Linked DNA regions of Gossypium hirsutum: region 2 is linked to region 1. Evidence: chromatin contacts called from public Hi-C data. All regions are on one chromosome and are shown on one strand. The core of a region is the stretch at or near the end of the contact, and the rest is flanking DNA. Distances in the headings are between cores, read along the strand shown. Region 1 holds the start of LOC107903550. Region 2 holds the start of LOC107903543.

Evidence for each region. Hi-C and Micro-C count contacts between places; a contact is called where the count stands out from the background.
Region 2: a contact with region 1 is called in a Hi-C map of leaf, with 2.0 times the contacts expected there. The contact joins the promoter of LOC107903543 here to the promoter of LOC107903550 in region 1. A contact is called at or near these places in 2 of 34 Hi-C or Micro-C datasets (callus and leaf).

What each region holds. Positions count from the first base shown.
Region 1 is chrD05:61,074,568-61,081,232 of Gossypium_hirsutum_v2.1, forward strand. It overlaps LOC107903550, which reads right to left and starts at 2,751. Exons shown (of 3, transcript XM_016829631.2): 1 at 2,458-2,751; 2 at 917-1,122; 3 at 253-831. The coding sequence starts at 2,547. The coding sequence ends at 564.
Region 2 is chrD05:61,403,491-61,410,155 of Gossypium_hirsutum_v2.1, forward strand. It overlaps LOC107903543, which reads right to left and starts at 3,776. Exons shown (of 9, transcript XR_005913117.1): 1 at 3,032-3,776; 2 at 2,384-2,524; 3 at 2,178-2,291; 4 at 1,913-2,086; 5 at 1,674-1,789; 6 at 1,304-1,391; 7 at 978-1,200; 8 at 796-860; 9 at 489-733.

The sequences.
Region 1 (6,665 bases), core at 1,501-4,000:
AATGTACGTGAATTTAAAAGATAGTTTTAATGGTGTTAACAACTCTTAAAAATTACATCATTATTTTAATCAAAATAAAACATTTGGGCTAATCAATAACATTGTAAAAGTTGAGGTGTCAAATTATGTAAAAAGTTAAAGTATAAAAATTAAATATTAAATTGGAAAGTAGTATAGGAACAAAAATTGAAACTTGACCATTGAGAAGGAAAGGGCCTTCTAAATCAGGCTTGGGTTTATTTGTTTAACAAATAGCAAGCAAACCCCATCGAAGATTATGTCATTCATTCAAAAATACATAACCAGCATTGCATGAGGAGCTGGAAAACAAATGCCAATCTTTTTGTTATTTGATTGTATACAAGAAACTTCACAAAATTTTACAGAATCTTGGACTGGGGACGAAAATGAAATTAAAAAATTTATGAATATAATATGAAATACGATCTATCTCCTATATCGAAACCTTAAAGAACACGAAAGGGAACTCAAAAAAGAACAGAAAAACAGACAACGGAGTAAGCAAAATGATGTCAATGGCATAGAGTTCATGAGGTCATAGCTTATTTGTAGGCTCCCATGCCGACACCGGCCTCTCCGCCGCCACCGTATGGCCGGAAGCTGTTTTCCCTAGCATTTGAGTAGCAAATATAGTAGAACTTATTGACAATAGCAGTCAAGAAAATGAAGGCAGCCCCTGCACCAAACACTCCCTTCCTCAAAGTTTCACAAGACGGTGGCTGCTCGCTGAAGATGGTCCGGTATTTTGTGTGGTATGCATTCCGTACTGATCCGGCCAACAAACATATCTCGGCTATTAGGAAAAATAGCCTGCCATACACATGCAATTCAAAGAATGAGTGAAACCATTCAAATATGTAAAAACCATAAATTTGACCTAAAGTTGGTTACATACCAGCAAACAATGAAAAGGATGACTGCCCAAGCCCTTGAACCACTAGGGTTCAAAGCCTTTCCACAGCAAAAGCATCGGCTGGCAACCATTATAAGGACTTGGCTAGCCATGAGGAACAAAAATGCACCAACACCATAGCCAGTTGCTATGTCTGAGTTATACACACAATAGTTGTATTGAATTTCATTATCCTGCACAATCTTGGCCTGCCATTAAACATATACCCAATGTTAGCTGCTTTGAGTTGAAGCGGAATAAAAAATCCTTCTCAATAATCATGTTGGATATATACCTTTGATCCCGATAAAATTATCATGGAGACCCTTATATTATGAATCAGATTGCATTTTATCTCCTCTACTCAGAAAATAAACAGATTAATTCCTATACGTTAGATTAAGGAGCAAATAGGTCTTTCATGTTGAAATTTTTATCCATTTTAATTGTTAACAACTAACATAGCAAACGTCACATGTACCTCATGCTGACGTGCAAAGACTAGTTTTTAACGGTAGAAATGGATGGAAACTTTAACAGAAAAACCAATTTACTCTTTGATCTAATGCACAAGTGCTAACTTGCCCATTTTTTAAGTAACAATCTGACTCATAATACAAGAGCCTTCAAGATACTTTTACCCTTTGATTATATATTAGAATACTAGAACGTGTTAGAAGATCAGCTATCATACTTTATATTAAAGTATCATATATGGTACAATAAACAAAAAGCAATATCTTGAAGCTTGGTTGTCAATAATTTAGTCAACATCACCGATTAGATCATAAAATATTGTTTCAAAAGATGAAACAGATTGGCTTCTAAATCTAGCAAAGACTAGTTCTTCCATTAGACCCTGGGGTGAAAAGCCAGTGTGATGGGGTAAATTTATAAAAGTTTGGGGTTCAAAGCTAAAGAATTTATAAAAGCTCTGTATTAAAATGGCTTAATTGATTTTTTAACTTCTTGAGAGGAGCAAAAATGTAAATTTTGAATCTAACAAAGGGATTAAATTGAATCAATAACATTTTGGAGCGGCTAAAGTTAAAGTTGAACAATTTAACCAAGGGGACCAGGCACCTTTTTTAAGTTAGTGAAAGAGGATCAAAACCATAAACTCAGATCTATTATTTTTATAGAAATTCAGCTGAGATCTGGTGAAGTTCATACACAATTCAGAATTATAAAATGATGGAATCAATTTCCGTTACTATTTGATTAGAAAGAGAATACATATATATGTATGTGCATGTGTATATATACAGGCACACAAAAGATCAAGCTTGAATACTGTGTTTCTTTTCTTTCCCTACATCGATGGAAGCTCCAAATATCAGAAAATTCTTACATGAAACAAAAAGCGCAGAAAGCTAAAATCAACATTTACCGCTTTTTTTCAAACAAAAGAACTCACTTTCTTTTATTTTCCTTAGTTTTCCAGAAAAAAAAGGTTGCAAACTTTCAGTATACCCAGAAATCGTATGAACTAATTGTAAACCAAAACAATAAAAGAAAGTGAAGGGGAAAGTTAGCAGACTTACAGTGCTTCTTCTTTGCTCAGCTGCAACAGCTAAACCAAAAGCAATGAGATCAAGAACAAATACAGCAATCAAAAGAAGCTTAGAAGCCATGGATGAATATATGGAAAGCTAAGTTCAAGAACCCCAAACAAAGGCTTCTTCTATTTTTCTCTTTGCTTTGTTCTTTCTCTTCCTCAAACTCCCCTTGTAGCTAAATATGCAAAGGCAAATGATTAAATTTGAAGGAAAAATATGTAGTTTTTTCTTTTTAATGTATTTTCAATAAGAAAATGACACATCACCTTAACTTTGAAAATGGGTTTTCACCTCTTTGTCAAAAAAGAAAAAATTTATTTATTTCGATTTTATATATTAATTGTAATTATATTCATAAATGAGAACAAAAATAACTTTAAAATATTTAAAAATTTTGAAAAATTATAATAATAAATTTAGTTCGTAACATTTATATTTTTTTTGTAGTTTGATTCTTATTTTTTTAGTTGAATTAGATTATTAATCATTTAATAAATGTCAAAATATTTTTTAACGAAAATGCTGATTAAAATTTAATTCATTTAACAATGTTGGTATGATAAAATACATGATAATTCACGTGTATTTCATGTTAATATAATATTATGTCTTTTATATATTACATTGATAAATAATTTAAAAATCATAAAAAAATTCAACCAAATAAAGTTTAAAAAATTAACATGAAATAAATATGAATTGCTCGCGATATTTAAAAATTTAATATTTTAATTAATGTTTATGTTAAAAAAATAATTATTCTATTTTTTAATGTTGATGATTAAATTTAATTTTTTTAAATATTAAATATAAAGTTTAATATAAAAAATAAGAAATAAATTAATAAAAAATATTAAAATACTAAATTTATTATTACGTGAATAAAAATAGATTGTAAATTACTGAAGGGATGCTTATTGGGAAAGCAAATGCAGTTGGAAGGGGCATTTTAGGAGGGTTCGAGAAAGGGAATAAATACCCGCTATAATTAACTGCCCTTTTTGGAAGCCCTGGGCGTACAACATTTTACAGCATGCGGTACCAACATCTACAGCTTGTATTGCACGAAACGGAAAGGGTGATTCCATTGTTCATGATAAAGAATTGATACCCACTAAAATAAAAGTACGTTTTGTAATGTCAATTTCCGTTTTTGTTTTCAATTTTAAATTAAATTAGAAAACTTCTTTTCTCATTCCAAATATTTAATGAATTTACGTTTTAATAATTTAATTTTAAAAAGTTACAAAATAATTATTAAACTATTCAAAAAAAATTATTTAAGTCACTAGGCTGTTAAGTTTTTTTTTAAAGTTCACTTAGCAAGCTCCAATCGATTATTCGACTATCAATACAGTGAATCAGTACTCATTGGTGAATAGAATATCATATCTTAAATCTAAGTCGACCTAGTGGTTAGTATCAGAGATCAGATTTAGATTTTGGCTCACAAATTTGTAACATTCAAAACTATTTAATGAAAAAATTTAACTGTAAAAGAGAAGGGGAATTAGAGAGCTTTTGATTTGTGTAAGTAGTGCGAATAGAGAATGTCATATAACAATTTTACAATCCAACGACCTAAATGAAAACTTGTTGAAATTAAATAACCAGAATATAAATTTACTAATAATTTAGTGACTTTTGAGTACAATTTACCCATTTTTATTTTACAAAATATAGAAAGGAGAACACAAATATACTTTAACGTGTTCAAACTTACGTTCTCTTATGCTGACAATAATGTGAATATTAACTAAGTTAAGACCCAATGAATAATAAATTAATATATTTATTTTTTAAAATAAATATTAAAGTTTTATGTATATAAATGAAAATATTTTATGTGTAAATTACATTAAATTTAAATGGATATAAAAAATTAATTAATTAATATTATAGACAGTATTGATTGTATATTTAATATTGTCTTCATCGTAATAAAATGACAAAATTGATGGGGAAGAGAGTGTCGGTGAAGAGAACTAATTGCTTTCACCACGCAAAGGCAACAACTCATAAATCAACCTTTCGTTTGTTGGACACGTGAAAACAAAAATATTTCCCCTTTAAAGTTTTAGATCTACCACGTGACTAAAACGACGACGAATGGAGATTGCGTATCGCTGCCGACGAAATTAAATTTGTCATTAGAAACTACAGAAAAAAGGCTTCCTTTCGTTGGCACTGAATACAGTCTGGATACAGGTAATCATTCTATACCATCTAACCAATAAGCTTTTGCCACGTTGGATCGTTAACATGTGTTAGGCCGCTGAGAAAATGTAATGTCTTGACTTTTGTCAAGAAAAAAAAAGGTCAAGCTCTTTTGTCACCGTGAATTGTTAAACAATTTATTATTTGATTTTTAATTAAGTTATTATTTCATACTATATTACAATTAAATTTTTTAAAAATTAATTTCTAAATTTAGTAATTATTCTCGTATTGAAATTTAATTTTTTTTATTTGTGTTAATTTTTAAACTTAACAATTGTTCCTACATTAAGTCTATTTTTTTGCCTAAATTAATTTATGATATTTCCTTAAAAATTCTTAAGTTTAAGCTTAAATATGGGTTTTTTTTTATAAAAATATTATAAAAAAAATAAAAATTAACCAAAATATTATAATTTTTTTTATTTACCAAAATATTACTTTTTTTTATTATTTACGAAAATATATAAAAAAAATAAAAAAACCTGCAAAAACGTGCCAAAGTGATTGCCGGCACCAATGGTGCCAAAGGACTAAAATTGGGCTAATTGCCTTCTAAGCCCTCCTTATTTATTATTTTCTATTTATTCCCCTTCAACTCATTTTTTTATTTAATAACTCTATTTTAATTTAATAAAATATTCTCATTTAATAACTCTATTTTAATTTAATAAACTATTAAGTAATACTTAATTTTTTAAAATTAAAATAGAGTTATTAAATGAGAGAATTCTAATTAAGTGACCATTTGCAGTTTTAAGGATCTAACATGCAAATTTACCATTTTGAATTTTAAAAGTGAATTGCTGCTGCTGTGCGCACTAAAATTGAAATGTGGCTAATTTCCTTCTAAGCCTTCCGTATTTATTATTTTCTTTTTATTCCACTTCAACTCATTTTTTTATTTAATAACTCTATTTTAATTTAATAAACTATTCTCGTTTAAATTAAAATAGAGTTATTAAATGAGAATAGTTTATTAAATTAAAATAGAGTTATTAAATGAGAATAGTTGATTAAATTAAAATAGAGTTATTACTTAATTAGAATTCTAAGGAGGGCTTAGAAGGGAATTAGCCACATTTCAATTTTAATGCGCATAGCAGCAATTCATTTTCAAAATTCAAAATGGTAAATTTGCATGTCAAGTCCTTGAAACTGTAAATGGTCACTTAATTAGAATTCTCTCATTTAATAACTCTATTTTAATTTAATAAACTTTATTAAATTAAAATAGAGTTATTAAATAAAAAAATGAGTTGAAGGGTAATAAAAAAAATAAATAATGAGGGCTTAGAAGGCAATTAGCCCAATTTTAGTCATTTGGCACCATTGGAGCCGGCAATCACTTTGGCACCATTGGTGCCACCAATCTCTTTGGCACCTTTGGTGCAGCCAATGTGATTGGCCTGATCAGGCCGGTGTCAGCTTTTTGCAGGCTTTTGCAGGTTTTTTTTGTTTTTTTTGTATATTTTCGTAAATAATAAAAAAAGTAATATTTTGGTAAATAAAAAAAGTTATAATATTTTGGTTAATTTTTATTTTTTTATAATATTTTTGCAAAAAACCCTTAAATATGATAACATTTGCCAAGTTTAAAGGTTAATTTGGGAAAAAAAATAGTGCAAGCTCCAAAATATGGTAACAATTATCTAGCTCAGGCTTCAACATGCAAATAATTGCCAAATTCAAATATTAACTTGAATAAAGAAAAATTCAAGCCTCGATATGAAAATAGTTACCAAATATAAACCTCAATTCATCAAAGATTAATAAAATTCAGTTATGGGTAGTATTTGATGGTCAAAACCTAGCCGAAAGGCTTTTAAAAATGAGTAAACTATATCAATTATTTATGAACTTTGTATCAAATTATATTTCAATCACTCAATTTTTAAAACTTATTTAGTAACTATTAGCGTTATCAGATTGTTACATTTGTACCACTCATCTATTATCTCATGTTAAGACGATGA
Region 2 (6,665 bases), core at 2,526-5,025, 330 kb after region 1:
ACAAAAATTACAAAATAATTCAAAATAATTTTTAAAATTAAAAATATTTATAAAAATTCTAAAATTTATATATATTTTTAAAAATTATAAAAAATATTGAATCATTAATTTTAAAACTTTTAAATGGAAAATATGTTGTTAAATATTTATTAATAAAAAAAACTTCAATTCAATTTAAATATAAACAACTAACACACAAAATTAATCAATGTTTAATCTATAATACATAAAAATTAATCAATTTCTAATTTTATAGACCTTAATGTTAATGGTAATATATTTTGTTAATAATAATTTTTTTTCCTAATAGTTATTGTTGAGGCATATAATCAAGAAATAATGATTTATTTGATCCTCTAACTGTACAAAAAAAAGTTATTTTACCCCTCCATTTTATTTTTCATTTTCTTTAGCCCTTAAATTTAAGTTGTTTGTCATCAAACCACCCTAAAGTAAATAGAAAATTTAATATTTGTCATACACGTGGATAACAATGGTTACTTTTTCTATCTATTTTGGGGTAATTTGACAAGCACTGCAAATTCAAAAGCTAAAAGAACGAAAAATTAAATGGAAAGCGAAAATGATTTTTTCTTTTTTTTGTAAAGTTGAAGAGTCAAAAAAGTCCTTATGCCTATAATCAACATGGTGATGAATCCTCAGAAGTTCCCAATGTAAGATAGGAGATATACATTGCAGCTCCTCAAGAGAAGGTTCCTCCATTTGCAGATTCCTTGTCAAACAACAAAATTAAACAGGTAAAATAAGTGGCAATTAAACCTCACCAGTACTTACTTGTGGTGCCTAATGCCATTTGATTTGGCCTACCAATCCACCATTAAATTTCTTGTGATGGAAACCTGTCCAGATTTTATCAATGGAAACAAAACAAAAAAAAAAGAACACAATTACAATGGAACAAAGGTTTTACATCCATGAAAACTTCCATATTCTATAGAAAATTTCCAGCACTATACCATGATATTTTCCACAATTAGTGATCACAATGTCTCCAAAAGTATAATTTTTGTACATACAAACAAAAGACGGCATTTACGTAGCATACGCATGTAATTTCCCCTTGTTTTTGCGATATTTTCCGGTGACCGGCCTGTCAAGCCTCGTTTGATCGAAGCGAATGAGGGTTAATTCCACTGCCATGTCTCAAATCCCAGATATCCTAAATCTCATTATTTACTCCTGCTAAGAGCACAAGAAGGAAAATGTAAAGAAAATGAGTAAAGGGACATTATATTCTATGCAACTCTAGCTAGCCTAAACAACAACCAATCAGCTATCGTACCTCGGGTGGACCAACGGGTGGCAAAATTGAACTTGCTTCTGCTGGTGCTGCCTCGGAGATTCTTGCTTCCGATTTTTCATTCGAATAACTAGAATAGAGTTGAAAAAAGAAAACGTCAATAATGTAGAATTCAGTCACATTTGAGCAAGGAAAACATTTGTTATTATAGGGCTTGTGCCTAGTCCGAACAAGCTCAGTCTATGGACATGTCTAATATCAACACTCACACTACCATCTATTACTTGCATGTCCAAAAAGCTAGAGCTTATACAAAATGTTCTTCCATGCATCTCAGACTGTTTTTAAGTAGAAAGAGTGTTTCTCAGTGCCATTCCATAATATCGAACCATTCAATATTCGAGATACTTACGTTGAGAGAATCGTCACCCAAATAAGTTCTACGCAGTCCACCCAAAGAAGCCTTTGTTCTACCGGAATAAAACCGTAAGTGATAAGATGAGCAAATGGCCAAAGTTTCCATCCGGCCTACATAATAACCATGCACAAGAACACTATGAGATCTTGATACCACGGGAAAACGAAACAATACCAAATTGTTCAAATATAAAGTGAATGAATGGCATGGAAAGAAGGTTAAGGTTCTCTTACTGTCAACATAGGCAAGAATGTTGCCTTCCATTCGTTAAAAATACTGATCGGAGATTCAAGACGCAGAAATCCCAAAACCACAAAGTAAATGCTGTTCCAAACTGCAGCCCATGCAGTTTGGTCGAAAGCTACTTTCACAGGAACCACCCACCAGTCTTGGAAAGGAAAAAGCTCCTACGGGCAAAAAACGAGTTTCAATACATTAAATAGGACAAAAATTTCAACTCCGAACCTGTTTGTGAGATATATAGTGCGGAATGATTACCTCACAGAATTGGTAATAGTAATGAGACAAGGAACCGTGTAGAGTAAAGCCAACAAGGCCAGATCTGAACATCCGCATACGATCAAACTCAAAGAGAGGTTTACCTTCAAAGCACTGAAAGATTAAAGACAAGAAAAAGTGTAAGGGACAATCTCATGACCGAAAACTAAAGATCGAAAATTATTTCTTCGATGATATAAACTTACTTGCGCGATCCAATCCCCTATAGAATAGACGATTCCACTGATAACCATTTTCGCTAAAACAGGGTTTGTCCTCAAAGCTTCTTCATAAGCACTCCAATTGTGTTGAGGTGCATATCTTACTATCTCATAAATAGTCCATCCCTACGACCCGAAGATGTAAAATTTTCAGTTATTCGTAAGTTGCAGGCCAAATTCATTATGAAATACCAGTGCTATATGCATATGTGGTACATAAGCATGTCAAACACAATAAGATTAAGATCTTCGTTAAAAAATCTCAAGCTACTAAAACATCCAAGAGCAATATATTTTTTTTATACAATACAAATTCAAAGTCACACACCCACACATGCACAAGCTTATAATCGAACTCTGGAATCGAGATGGGCCTACTACTAGAGTTCATCCAAGAGCCCTCAATAATGGCACAAGCATGAAGAGCTAAGCATACATATAGATTACTCACATATTTTTGTATTATTCAGCAATTGAAAGAGCAAAAGGGAATAACAAAAAAGGAGGGGGATTTTACAATAACAATCTGATACCAATAACAATACAAAGATTTTGCAATCAATCATTCAATTTCCTAAGCCAAATCATGCAATTTTCCACAAAATGAAAGTAAAATTGCAGATATAATCTCACCTGCCAATAATTCTGATCAATGGTAAGCAACTTGGTGATGGCATAAGTACCAGCAGCAAGAACAATAGTAGCATTAATAGTTCTATCTATAAGCCTATCCAATTCCTCTTGACTTCCTTGTCCATCACCAAATCCGTTCCCTGAAGGTGAACCTGAAGAAGAAACCCCTTCAAAAGATAACATTCCTTCATTGCTAAACCCACCTACCTGAGTCACCAACTCTCCTCCTGCCGATTCTCTCGGCACCTGACTCACCGCAACACCTTCTTGCATATCTGTAACATCCTCACTTTGAACTGGTATCACGTCAAGCTCCTCGGCTAATGACTTCACCACCACCACCGAGTTTTCCCTTTTGTTTTTCTGTTTGGTTCCCGAGAAAGCAAGGCCCTCGGGCAGTTTTGAGGTGGTTAATGAGGAAGCTGAGAGGTGCCTCGAAATGGGTTTTCGTGGCTTTGTTAAAGAAAGGAGGCTTTGAGGAGATATCGTGGGGTGAAGAGACGCCATGGATCGGACTGAGTGGAGTTGAGTCGACCGAGATATGCCTCGGCAACTTACAAAGACTTCAACAGCCACTTGTGTAATAGTTGTTTCTAGCGTCCCCAACGTTGCAGATGTCGGGAAGAGCCGTTTCTTATATGAGAATAACTTCGTTAGGGGCGATTCAATGCGGTAAGCCTTATGCTTTTATGCAGTGCTCTTGATTCAAGCCCATTGGACGGCGATATTGGGATGGTGTATGATCTCTTTCTTCTTGAAACATGTGAAGGTGTATCTTAACTATGATAGATGTCATACAGGTAATAACTTCATGTGTGATTGGTGGGTGAGATAATTTGAAGATGAGAAAATAAGGTCCACATAATAAAAAAAAAAGGTAGCTAAGATTTAACAAAATAATAAAATAACCATAGTTGACCCAAAACACAAACAAAATGCTTTAAAAAATAATTAATTAAATATAGTCTCATGTTTTTCGCATGTTCTAGTAAATAGATAAATATAAAATATTTATAAAAAAGTAAAATTATATGGTACGCAAATAACATTTAGTTGAGTTTTTAGTGATTAAGGGATGTTCACCTCGGGATTTGAATTTCTTTTCTTTTATAGCATGTATGATGCCAATATATCTCTATCTTGTATGTAAGTAATGACCCTTTAATTTGATCATTTATAGGTATAAATCATTAACTATTTGTTACCCTTTAAAGTCTCTAAAATATTGTATATATTAATTTACAAATCACTACCGACTCATAAATGTAAAAACCAATCATACATCAAAAATAGTTAAGTGTGGGGTGTCTATGAAGTTGCAATTGGTCAAAAATGAAGATTGGAAAGCAAGATCATCAGTTGTGGGACCATTGAAATTAAAAGATAGAAATGGTCTGGAAAGAAATGTGTCATTGTTGATGAATCACTTGTTTGTAGATAAATATGAGAGTTCCAAATTTTGATAACCATTCAAAAATTTCAAAGTTTTTTTAAGATATTCTTTTGTTTGTACAATGGGGCAGATTTTTTTATTTTTTATTTTGAAGTTTCTCTCTGAAATTTGTGGCCAATAACTACACACATCCATATATGATAGACGGATTTGCCTCTTTCTTTGCTTGGGCACAAAACCAGTCAAGTATTTAATGGTACCTAGATTTTTAGGCATTTAACACAAACCATCTCTTTATATTTTATAATGGTACCTAGATTTTCAGGAATTTAGTCTTCTTTTTTTAATTTAAAAATTCATATCTAATTTTTAACGCTATAAAATTATTCTATTAAATTTACTAGTATGACATTTTGAAACTTAAAGAAAATACTCACTTGGTAGTCATGTAATAAAAAAATATAATGGACTTGAATTTAACAAATGATTTTAATAATGTTTACAACTCTTAAAAGTTGTATCAACATTTTAATCAAATAAAATATTTGGACTAATCAATGGCATTATAAAAGTTGAGGTACCAAATTATATATTGTTGATATAGTGATACAACAAGGAGGATGTATGAAAGAGAGAGTGGTGGTTGTCACAGAGGTTGGTTCACCCAATCGAGGCAGAGAGCTGGAGGTTATAAAAGTGAAGGCAAGTTGGCAAAATGTAGGCTTGATATCCTTGGAGAGTCAACCCCTTCTTCATCATTCTGGAGGTATTTATAGGCAGCGTCTTATGTAAGGTGGTGTTAATAGGTTGCACTTGACATCTAACCATCATAACAGAATGCGTGGGACGGATGTATTCGATAGGACAAGGATGTCTATGATGGGACAAATAATGTCATTCATTTTGACTTGATGATATAGAGCAATTGGGCCCATGTGGTATTTGGTAAACAACGACATCATGTTTCTTATACGAGCTCGAGGGCTTGGGTGTTGGATGGAGTTTGCTTGTCCGGGTGGTCATGCCAAAAAATGGGTTTTCCTGGTTTGTTGTTAGCTAGTTTGCTATTCTGGTGGCCTCCCGACTTGCCACATGTCCTCATACAGATAGGGGTATAACAATATTCCCTCTATTCAATTCGAGAGAGAGGTTATAAAGTGGCTCTCCTCAAGACACCTTGTTCGATTGTCTCTACGTATTCAACTATTTTTCAGCAGATGAGGGCCTTGTTTGACAATGAAACGTTGTGACAAAAACTTTTGAGATTTTGTCATAGGTGTTTTTAGAGGATTGTGTTTTTGAGGAATTACGGTAATGATGATCAACATCTTTTTCAAATAGGTGGTAAGTCATCATTGGGCATCATTTGTTTTTCAAAACGATGTGTTTTGGGAGATAGGTTTATATATTATTTAGGTTTCCTTCTTCAGAGTTACTATTGTTCTTTTAGTTTTGAAATTTCTGCAACTATTCTTGTGAGTTTCTGGTTTTGGTTGGTTTTTACAGTGATTTCTACTTTCAAGTGTCTTTATTTTGATTCATCTTGCAGTTTTTCTTTTTGTTATCAGTGGAGTTATCTTTGGCATTTTTGGAAATATAAACTACCGTCCAAACCAATACTATAATCGACAATTTGACCATTTTCAACCATTTTCCATTTAACCAACAAATTTGAATCATCAAACTGCAACTCCCGAATTTTCTTTAGAAACTAGGGCTTAGCCCTTAACTCGGTTAAAATAGAACCATCACGCTCCAACCTAAGTTGAACATTCTTCAACTGAAGAGCAAAAAAGGGATTTCTGGCTCAAAGCATCGACAACAACGTTTGCTTTACCCGAATAATAGTCTATCACCAGATCATAGTCTTTTAGTAACTCAAGCCACCTACGTTGATGTAGATTTAAATCCTTTTGAGTTATCAAATATTTCGGACTTTTGTGATCGGTATAAACATGACATTTCTCACCATACAAATAGTGTCGCCAAATTTTTAATGCAAATACAACTACATCTAACTCAAGGTTATGTGTCAAGTACTTCTCTTCATGAGTTTTAAGCTGTCGATAATCATATGCGATAACCTTACCTTCCTGCATCAAAACATATCTCAAACCATCCAAGGAAGCATTACTGTAAATAACAATTTCTTTCCCAGATTCAGGTTGTGTCAACACTGATGCCTTTGTCAACATAATCTTTAACTGATCAAAACTTTGCTGACATTTGTTATAACATCTT